Linked DNA regions of Sus scrofa: region 2 is linked to region 1. A link is a contact called in public Hi-C data. All regions are on one chromosome and are shown on one strand. The core of a region is the stretch at or near the end of the contact, and the rest is flanking DNA. Distances in the headings are between cores, read along the strand shown.

The links. A called contact is a pair of places that touch in the nucleus more often than the background predicts.
Region 2: a Hi-C map of retroperitoneal adipose tissue shows a contact between it and region 1, with 1.7 times the contacts expected there. The contact joins two enhancer-like sites. A contact is called at or near these places in 3 of 47 Hi-C or Micro-C datasets (fibroblasts, heart right ventricle and retroperitoneal adipose tissue) and 2 of 2 datasets of contacts at active chromatin or transcription factors (alveolar macrophages and skeletal muscle).

What each region holds. Positions count from the first base shown.
Region 1 is chr2:112,549,469-112,554,604 of Sscrofa11.1, reverse strand. The region is part of intron 2 of EFNA5 (ephrin-A5); the gene reads left to right. Among named protein-coding and RNA genes, the nearest start is that of EFNA5, 270 kb to the left of the region's middle. Within about 2 kb of position 2,429, at least 21 of the 83 cell types and tissues checked have an H3K27ac peak or open chromatin away from gene starts, as enhancers often do. A contact at or near this core is called in retroperitoneal adipose tissue, where this site is marked.
Region 2 is chr2:112,720,282-112,725,417 of Sscrofa11.1, reverse strand. The region is part of intron 1 of EFNA5 (ephrin-A5); the gene reads left to right. Among named protein-coding and RNA genes, the nearest start is that of EFNA5, 98 kb to the left of the region's middle. Within about 2 kb of position 3,182, at least 30 of the 83 cell types and tissues checked have an H3K27ac peak or open chromatin away from gene starts, as enhancers often do. A contact at or near this core is called in retroperitoneal adipose tissue, where this site is marked.

The sequences.
Region 1 (5,136 bases), core at 1,180-3,679:
GTCAACCTAAAATTTCACTTAGTTACAGGTCTAAATCAGTGTTGTTCCATTATATATTTTATTTTTTATTTTTATTTTTATTTTTGTCTTTTTGCCTTTCCTAGGGCTGCACCCATGGCATATGGAGGTTCCCAGGCTAGGGGTCTAATCAGAGCTGTTGCTGCCGGCCTATACCAGAGCCACAGCAATGCCAGATCCAAGCCGTGTCTGCAACCTACACCACAGCTCATGGCAATGCCAGATCCTTAACCCACTGATCGAGGCCAGGGATTGAACCTGCAACCTCATGGTTCCAAGTCGGGATTCGTTAACCACTGAGCCACGATGGTAACTCCCATTATATATTTTAAATTGGAATTAATATGTCTTACTGTTACTTTAAAACATTTCCACATTCTCAGGTGCTTTTTTAACACAAAAATTACTAGCTCTGTGGTCCTGATTCTCTTAAAAAATGTCTCTACTTAGTTTTTAAACTCAGCTTTGACTAAACCACAGTTATATCCCCTCAATACAACTTTGGGATTAAGTTACCTTTCCAGGTCTTCTTAATGACTAGAGGGTTTCAGCTGAGATGGCTTCACTCTCAGCTCTGATCATAATCACCAGAGTCATCACTTTCCTGTCCACCTGAAAGCAGCCTGTGGTCACCTGGATTCTTGGACCACCTTGCCTTTATTCTCCTGTTTACTGATCCCTACTCAGCCTGGTCACTTGATGAGATTTTGCATATCTTTGGCTCTAAAGATGCCCACATTTCTTTCATTTACTTCATATCTCTTAGACTACATACTCAAAAACATGAAAATAGTGGCTTCTTGAATTTTATATGTCTCTTTGGGCTTTGGTTATTAGGTCCCAATTTCCAACATCATGAAGCCAGCAGAGAGAGCAGAAGAACCTTCCATAAAAGGAGACTTTTTTTTTTTTTTCTAATCTTCCTTAACCACTCTCTCCATGTTTCTTTTTTATTCTAATCCTGAGTTTCAGTTTCTATTTGGTCAACAAATTACTTCATGGCTATACATATTTTTGTTACCTGTAGACTCGTTCTTCAAATCTTTATCAAACAAGTTCTGAACAAAGCAGTGGGCTCCCCAGAACTGAGACCCCAGCATGGCTCCTCCCCACAGGGAATTCATAATTCTGGTAGCTGAGATGCAGTAACAACCAGCTCTAAGACAAAATAGAACATGGGGTGTTTGCTACCAGTGAGACAGAAACAGATGAGTGTTAAGAACCCAGAAGATTTTTGTGTTGGAGAAGTGGAGAAGTATCTCATGTAGCCAGAAGGAACTGGGATTTTAAGAGGCAAAGGGAAGGTTATGTGAAAAAAGGGAGGCAAGGAGCTTCTAGGAGGAAATGTTGGGGCCAGTTATCAATGTAGGGAAAAGAACTGGAGAGATAAAGAAGGAAATCAAAGTTGGGGCGGATTATGAAACACCCTGGCTGCTGTTCTGTGGGGTGACGCCCTGCAGTGCACAGCCATTGACTTTCCTGGAAATGGTCCTGCTTAAAAGTAGAGACAACCAGAACAAACTGGAATTCAATCTCTATTGTTGGCTTTGATTATACTTACTTACTCCATCAACTTAAATTCTTCATCAAGGAAAGCAGTTTGTGAAACAAAATGTATAATCCTGGTACCTAAATATCTTCCCTCCTTGGTTGAACTTAATCTTCCCAAGAGAAATTAATTTGTTCAGAGTTCCGTTAGGGACCTGCTGTCTAAGCAAGTGCTGCTCCTGCCCAGATGCTTATCCTACCACCAAACATGGCAGACAGTGAGGGGAACACAGCCTACTGACTTAAGAAAAACAATCAGAGAAACAGCTGATCTGTGTAAACAGATATTCACCCAAATAAGATGCAAAAGAATGTTAAAGACAGGAGAAGAAGCCATTTACAGCAATATAGGATCCACAGACAGGTTGTGGGCATGGTGCCGTGTTCCCACCCACCTCTGGACCGGTTTAATTTAGGCCATTGCTGTAGCATAGTTAGTTCATGCAGCTATAAAGGCAGTTTCAGTGACCAGCCTGGTTACTTCTCTGTGGGGTTTATGTCCATGTTTGACAGTGTCCCTCTAATAAAACAGCCTGTTCACACTGTTAAAATGGGTTGACACAAAGAACTCACAGAATCTTAGAATGATTTCTCAAAAGGACCCTTCCTAATTCTCTAAACTCTCAGCCCAGCCTCAGTATACATCCTCAAATCCCCTCGACCCCAACCCCTGCACACACCAAACTATGGTAGAATCCAGCTTTTCTAATGTACGTTAGAAATGAAGGTCATACTTGTCCTCCTGGTTTTGCTTATGACTCATAAAGAACTTTTTATCGCAACTAACCAGAGCCGATCCCTCCTCCTGCCCCTATAAATCCACCCTTTGAACCAAAGACTGCTTGCTTAGGGAAATCACTGTGCAGAGGGAGCAGTGTGGGCAGAGCTGATGATGTCAATCTGTGGAACAGTGAAATGATATTCTGGATCTATAGGGATCTGTAACCAGAGTTTCCAAGTGCAGTATAAAAGTTCACAGCCCTTTAAAGTAGGTCACACTTCCAACATTTTTTCTAGGGGGAAGGCTCATAGGAACAGCAAAGCCTAAGTGGGTTGATCAGCTGACTGAAAGCCACAAAATAAGTCAGAATGAGTGAATGAAGGAGAAAGTTCAGATCACCATTGTACAGGCTCTCAGACCATTCAACCATGTGCCTTCCAAGGCCCTTCTACAAGAAAGATAAGGGTGACAGTGGTTATGAAAGGTTGAAAGAAATACTAATTTTGCTTCCAGGGGTTTCTTTGTCTGATATTAACTTGATGATTTATTAGTAATTCACTGCCATGCGACAGTAGTACTATATGATAATGACATTGTTTCTGTTAATACTGTACAAATGAGTCATGGGCATTTGTGGCTTTCATTGCTTACTAGTTAACAGTCACCCCAATGGCATATCACAGAGGTGACCCAAGGTGCCTGCGGTAAAGCAATAATATAAATAGTTCCTCTCTGAGATTCTAGGAATTCTGTGTATATCTGAGTTTGTTTTTGTTGTTTCTTTATTATGCGACTTCTAGCAGAAGTGTTTTTGTAAGTGAATCATTCTGCCTGCTTTCGTTTGTCAGGTTATACCTATTTGATAGAGCAGGTGAGATTTACCAAAATTACCACAGACAAGAAATATGGAATATCTCACCCTACTGGCCTGGGACAGTCACTTCAGTAATATGACCTCAGGCGAGACTAGGTCTCAAGAGAGTAGTTACAACACTGGCTTATAATAGGAAACTTGTTTCCTTCCCTAACTGTTCAAAGATGTTCAGTGGATTTTAAAAAACAGTAAAATATCCAACTAGGAACTTAACTAAATTTCCTCCTATTTAAGTTTTTGTTAACAGTTCAAATAATATCTAAGTGTCATCTTGCATTCTGTGTTTATGTGGACTGGATCTTGCCATTCATATGGAAAAAGAAGAAGATAAAGTTTAGATTCTGAATCTGAGATTTAAGCTGACTTAATTTTTTTGAGAATAGAAATACCTCTTATAGAGGATATTTTAAAAGCACTCTCTGAAATCCAGCTTATTTTTTGGTCATGCCTTCATGGATATCAAAGTACATGGGACATATAGCCTTCCTCAATAAGCAGGAGAAACTAGTTTGTTGTCACTGAGCTTTAAAAAGCAAGTAGAAGTTTGCTCACATTTCAAATAAATGGGTACAAAAACATGATAATGTCTTATTTGTTTATTCCTAGAAATTAGTGGAAAGAAACTTGTTCTCAGCCATTTATTTGAAGTTGATAAGAAAAAGTAATTGACCTACGGAGGCTTAGCTGCTGGAATTTAAGTAATACTTAAGTTAGCATTTGCAGTAGAACTTTGCCTAAGGGGGTAGAGAGCCGGGTGTGGGGAGCCAGGGGTGTGATGGGTGGGTACCTCCTGTTTTTTCTTTTGTCTGCAGCTGCACAGCTGGAATTTATTTCGCTTCTCTCACCCTGAACTCTGCTCTAATTTTCTGTCGCTGTTACAGTTCCCTGGTGTTGAAACTAAGTTTTAGCTCACAGAGTGCACTCTACCCTTATTTTATTGTTGGGAACTGCCCTATTCCTTTTCTTTTTTTTTTTTTTTTTTTTTTTTTTAAGAAACATAGTGCCATATCAAAGTTTCTACTATTTACATGATCATTTGCATTTCTCAGAGGTTTCCACCTTTACTTAGTATCTTTGTTTCAGTTTTATATCTGGGACTTTGACCTTAACCTGCCCATGATTTAAGTCTTGAGACACTGTGGAGATGAATTATGTGGGCAAAGTAGCCAGCTGCTGAGGTTGCTCTTAGGATACAAGCTTGATAAACCCGGGGCCAAAAGCGGGTTATTAAAACATGGGACTCTGAAATCTTATAAGGTAGACTGGTGAGATATATTCCATCATAACTGGTGATTTTGTTTTTAATATGAAAATTAGGTACTGTGCTGGTTTTTTAAAAAGGGGCAGATAACCAGCTGCAAATTGTTGCTGGGGTCTTCTTTCAAAAGGCCCAACTTTTGTTTTAAGACTTTTTCTGAGGATCTGGTAACCATTTTCCAAGAAGTCCATATGGCTTTAGTTAATCTCTATCCTATTCCCACAACTTCTGTTCCTCCGCCTATACCCACAAAGGATTTTATTGATTCATTAAATTCTAAAAGACTTTTTTCAGTAGTACCATTTATTTAAATAGGCTTTACTTTTTCAGCATTTATTGTGAAAGGAACATTAATGCATAATTCTGCTGTCACCTGTCTAATTTACATTATCTGTGTTGTATGTTAAACCACATGCAAACCCACAGAGGAAAAACTGGGCTCTGCTAACAACTAATAGCCTATCTTTTCTTTTGACTTGCACAAATTAAGAAATATTGCCTGTGGCAAACATAATGGAAAACTGCATGTTTAATGCCCCCAAACACACTCAATTCTTTAAAAAGAATGCAGCTGATTATTTTGAAAAATAAAATTTCCCAAAGTACCCAGATGGACACAGGGATACAGAAAAGGAGAAAGATGTGGCTTTTGGAATTAAGATTTGAAGATGAATAAGAGGAGGCAGGGGGATAATAAGGTGAACTAATGAGTACAGT
Region 2 (5,136 bases), core at 1,933-4,432, 170 kb before region 1:
GACCACAGAGTGAGCCAGATATTTTGGGGAAGATAACTCGTTAGCTTTCTGAATTTTTAAAAGCAGCTGAATATTCTTAAAAATTTTACTATGGTCAGTCTGTTTGTAAAATAGGATCTTTTTCCTGATTTTTCAAAGCTTACTTCCTGTCCACTGGGGAAAGCGTTTCTTCCAGATTAAGGGCTGTTTTTTGACCTCTCAGATCTTTTTTGATTAACCACTTGTTATATTTATACCTCCAGAACAAGACCAAAGGAAAATTCCATTTTTATTCTTTGTTACACTGAAAGAATTAATGTGAAAGAACATTGAGTGTTGTTGGGATGTGATTTTTCATGCTGGTGTTAGCAAAGCAGAGCTAGTCCCTCTGCTGTGGCTTTTTACCATATTAGACTGGGATGTCCTTTACGTCTTGGGTGATGATGGGCATAAATCAAATTGAACAGTGGTATGTAGTGCATTTAGCACAACTGCATTTTTTAATATGTAAGTAGGCTTAGGTTTTTATCTCCCTTATCTTAAGCCCCGTCAAGATCAAACTCAAGCAAGCATTCACATCCACAATTGAATCTCACCAGCCTTTTTCTTTAAGTTAACATTAGTTCAAACTCTCCCCACTGCTTCTGTCAATAGATCTTTTAAAGGCAGGCATTAGAGTTAAGTTTGCCTTAGTCTTCTTTTTTTTCCCCCCTTCCACAGCTTCAAGCCCAAGGGCTTCTTTTAATAGGCATTAGTTAAGGCCCAGAATTGAGTAGACATTTGTGAAGGAGACTTGAAGTTTGGAACAGAATTGGCCTTTATAGTTTTTCCATGGGGGGAAAAAAATCTTCTTATGAGAATAAAGGCTGCCTACTAATCTGCTACCATCTGGAGAATGGAGAAGCCAGAGGTTGTTGGCACCAGGTCACATCCCTTATGTAAACTGTCACATTCTTTTCATATTAATGGCATATTGAGGCTAATCTAAAGGGGGTTGGTATCAGTCAGAGTTTATTTATTGATTTCTTTTTTTTCTGCAAGGGAGGGGTCTTAGTATTGTTACAATATGAGGGAAAGACACTTAATGTCCAAAAAAGAGGTTTTGATTGTCGATGGACATTTCCTCATACTTATATGTTGCTTATTATCATTTAGCGACGTTTAAAGCCATGAGTACAAAACGTCAGAGTTCTTCCAAGAAACCCTTTTCCACCTGATCTTCCTGAAGAAAGGTTGACTATGTCTTAAATTCAAAAAGAAGGCCAGTTGACAGCTGTCATGCTTATCCCAGCACTTGAAATAAAGCAATAGTGAGCCTAAGATTTTGTTTGCCTTATAATTTTGCACACAGATGCATGTGAGTGTAAGTATAAATGTGCATTTTTGTGTTGAGGGTATAATAGAACAGCTAAAATCACCTCAAATCTTCCAAGGTTGCTGCTTTTGGAGTGGCAAAGAATAAAAATCCCTTACTTTGTTATTATGAAACCTTTCGCCTCCTGTGGACACAGGGCCAAACAGATTGTGAATGTCTTGACAACTCTATTCAAAGCAGAAGCTTATTCCCCAAACTGGTACCGATTGATTTTGCTCATTCTAAAATTGTTCTGCTCACCTTCTCTTATAAATAAAAATAGACCCATACACTCACTTTCAGACCTTTTGATAGGTAACGGTTGAACTCTCTAAACCACAGCATGGAAGCCCAAATAATCATGTTTTTCCCAGGGATAGACATCTGTAGTACAAGCTAAAAGAAGAGGTAAATAAAAACATTGTTGTATTATATATTGTCCACAAAGGATATTTTGGCAAAAACAGGTCTAACATTCAATAAATATTCATTGAGCAAATAAATAAAAGAATGACTACAAGCCCTCTTTTTACCTGGACAACCTTTTGGATGCATAAGGAACATGAAGAAATGAAGCCTAACCATTTCAGCAAAGACGATCAAATAAAGAACAAGCACTGAAATTTCCAGCTTTTGGAAATTCTTTTTAAATTCTCAAGTGAGAGCATTTGTCCTTGGGACTTGTATTCCATTGGTACTTCTTACCCCCTGATTTCATATGTAAACCAGAAAATGAAAACCAGACTAAACGGCCCAGAGGACATGAAGCATGTTTGTTTTGCCCATTATATTTCTCTGCTCACGCCTAGATGGCTTGCCTCCTCTCTCCCCTGTGTTTGAAGTTGAGAGCTGGGAACAGACACAAGATTGAGGTCCCAGGGAGAAGCCAAGTTCAGGCTGAACTGGTGAACTCACCGGGACTAAGGGCAGACACTGTAGCTGAAGATAACACAAGTATGACATTTGTGCCAGTAGGGGAGAGATCCACCCGGCCTTTACAAGCAGGTTTCTCTTTGGCTGTTGGAGCGGATGGAGCCTTACTGAACATCCTGGCCATTTTCCTTAAGTAAGCGTTCCCAGTTGATGACGGGAGGAATGTGCTTACACTTGAGCCCATGTTACATAGAATTTTCTGCCAAAGACGTTGAATGCTGTTTTGAGGGGAGTCATTGGAGGACAGTGGGCTGATTTTTACAAAACATCAAGCCCAACAGCGAAAGAAATGGAAAAAAATAAATAAATTACGTGAAAAGAAAGAGAATCGCAAACTGGGGGGAACATGAAAATATCTCTGTGTAATAGCATCATGTAAAAGTGAAACAATGAGAATGTGGAAGTTGATTTTAGTCTTATGTTTTGTTGGCATTTGGTTCTGCCCTTATATTTGAATGTGTTTTAATCCACTGTTGCAGTGTCATATACTTGGGATTTAAATAATTACTATTAAGAATGTCATAATAAACTCTTGCCTTGAAAAGGGTAGCCAGGATTTCCTCTAGTGATCAAGCACTGTATATGTGAGTGATTTAAGATTCTTTTATAGTGGAGTCTGTTTTGTATCCCCTCCCCCTCACTCCCAACTTTCTAAACTTGTCACAGGCAAAACAGCAGTCATGGTCATATTCATTCTTTTCAGCCAGTCTGGAATTTATCTGACTGCAGAGAACCGTGACTGGACAAAGATTTTGGCTTTGGGCAGTAACTGTCCTAGGACTGGACATTTTGCTCCCATTGTGTGCTTTATAAGGGACTCGCTCTGCCAGGGCTCTATGCCCCTTCAAAGCCTTATCCAAAGAGATCTTCGGGCTGCTTGGAGCCGGACCAGGAGGCGGAGTTCAGCGCAGCGGCCAGCAGGGGGTGCCCTTGCCAGATAAGAACAGGTTTCTGTGCCAGAACAACTCAAATCACGTTCTCTGCCAGTCTGTCCTTTTCAGTCAATTTGGCTCCATATCTGACCCCAGAAGCATTTTATTTTGCCCTCTCAGGTCCCAGCCCACACCTGTATACTGTGCTGTCCACATTGCTGTTTTCAATTTCTTTTTTGTCATTAACAGTAGGCTCCGCTTTGCCATAGCTGCTGTGTGGTCACCTTTCACTTAGAAATTGGAGAGTGGTTTTCTTTCCTGTCCCTGTATCTCAGGTCAAGTTGAAGGGCGCCGTCACCTGCAGGGAACAGGACCGCATGTGTTCATTGAACATTTTGCTGTTTTACATGACCTAGCCATAAAGCAATGTCTATGGGAAAGGAAAAACCTGTTTCGTAACGCAGTGCCCAGCTTTGTTTTCCCTCATCAGGGTGACAAGCCCTTTGGTTCCTGCCAGTGGGTATGCGGCGGGAAGATGGGGAGACTGGATCATGAAAATTCCATGGGCTGGTGATTGCTCATTCTTTAGCCTTGTAGCCGGGAGGATACCGTCTGGTTCCCAGGGTGGCTCAGTACAGTATTTAATTCAGAGGGCCCAAACCTATGTGATTAGCATTTTATTCTTGAAAGAAAAAAAAAAAAAAAAAAAGGACAACTCTTAGCAATTTTTAAGCAGCTTCAGCATAGTCTGGTGGGAGGGGGTGATGTGAGGAAGCGTTTTGTTCCTTGAAACTTGGATTCAGTGTACGTGTCGACTGGACTGTGCTGGGTAATGCTTTCTCCAGACAGTGAGCCATCTGAACAGGGAGGGTTCACCAGGCACACCCGGGGCTTGTTGCCACAATGTGGTGCTTGATGACTGAGAGCCTTTTCTTGAATGCCTGAACCTCTAGGTGCCTGTGCCCCCTGCCCGGTGTTGGATTACAAGCTGCCCCGACGCTGGAGCAAATCCCACTCTGGCCAGGCAGGCTGGAGAGCAGAAGTGCTGACGCTCCCCATGTCCTTTTGTGCAGGCCCTGCAGCCCTCCTCCTTGCTCGCTCACAGCTCCCCAGATCCTGTGATCCCGTGCTCCCGATTCTCGGATTCGTTCTCAGGCAGCTGCAAATACTGATGTGCTGTCTTCCTGCATTTAAAAAAAAAAAAAGAAAAAAAAAAGTCCTGTGCAACAAGTACCCCCCAGGGAAGAATGTGAAATCCTTCAGCTCACATCTTAGTTGGCTTTCAGACGTCTGTGTTCGTGGGTCTGGTTGGGTTTATTTTTACCAGAAACTAGTTATTTAACATCATCAGTTTTCTTTGTTTTCAGGCCCCTTGTAAAGTAACGGTGTGGCATTTCAGCTGTATTAAGGACGTAGAATGAAAGCTCTTTGCTATCTACCAGGTCTTACTATGCTCACATAAATGGATCTGTTTACGCAAGTCTGGTGCAAAATAGAGTTCTGAATTTAAAAAGTTTTTTTTTTTTTGAAGGAACTGAATTTATTTTTTCTCTTCTCCTCCTACTAGTAACAAGTCGCTTTCATCCCTGCCTTCCTCCCAACCCATGTGCATTTTAAAAGTCATCTTTAGTAGCTGCCCTTGCTAGAGCTTCATTGTCCATGAATTATGTTGTGAATCCATTTGGACACCGACCAGGAACTCGCAATAATTGCTCACATGCAAGTAAAAGCTTTCTCTGTGTATTAATTAGTTGATACAAGGGATTAAGATGATTATATGAAAGGCATTGCTGCTTCCATCTGAATAGCTAGACCAAGGTGGGTGCCAAGGCATCATTTGATCCCATTTGCTCAGCATGTTCCCTTGATAAAGGCACAGAATTCGAACAGTGAAGTTTCCTGAGGCAGCAGAATATGGGGACTATTTGGATTCACTGTTTCTGTTGATGTGAAATGTGGGATATTAATCAAGGCTAATTACATGCGTTGGGTTTGGAA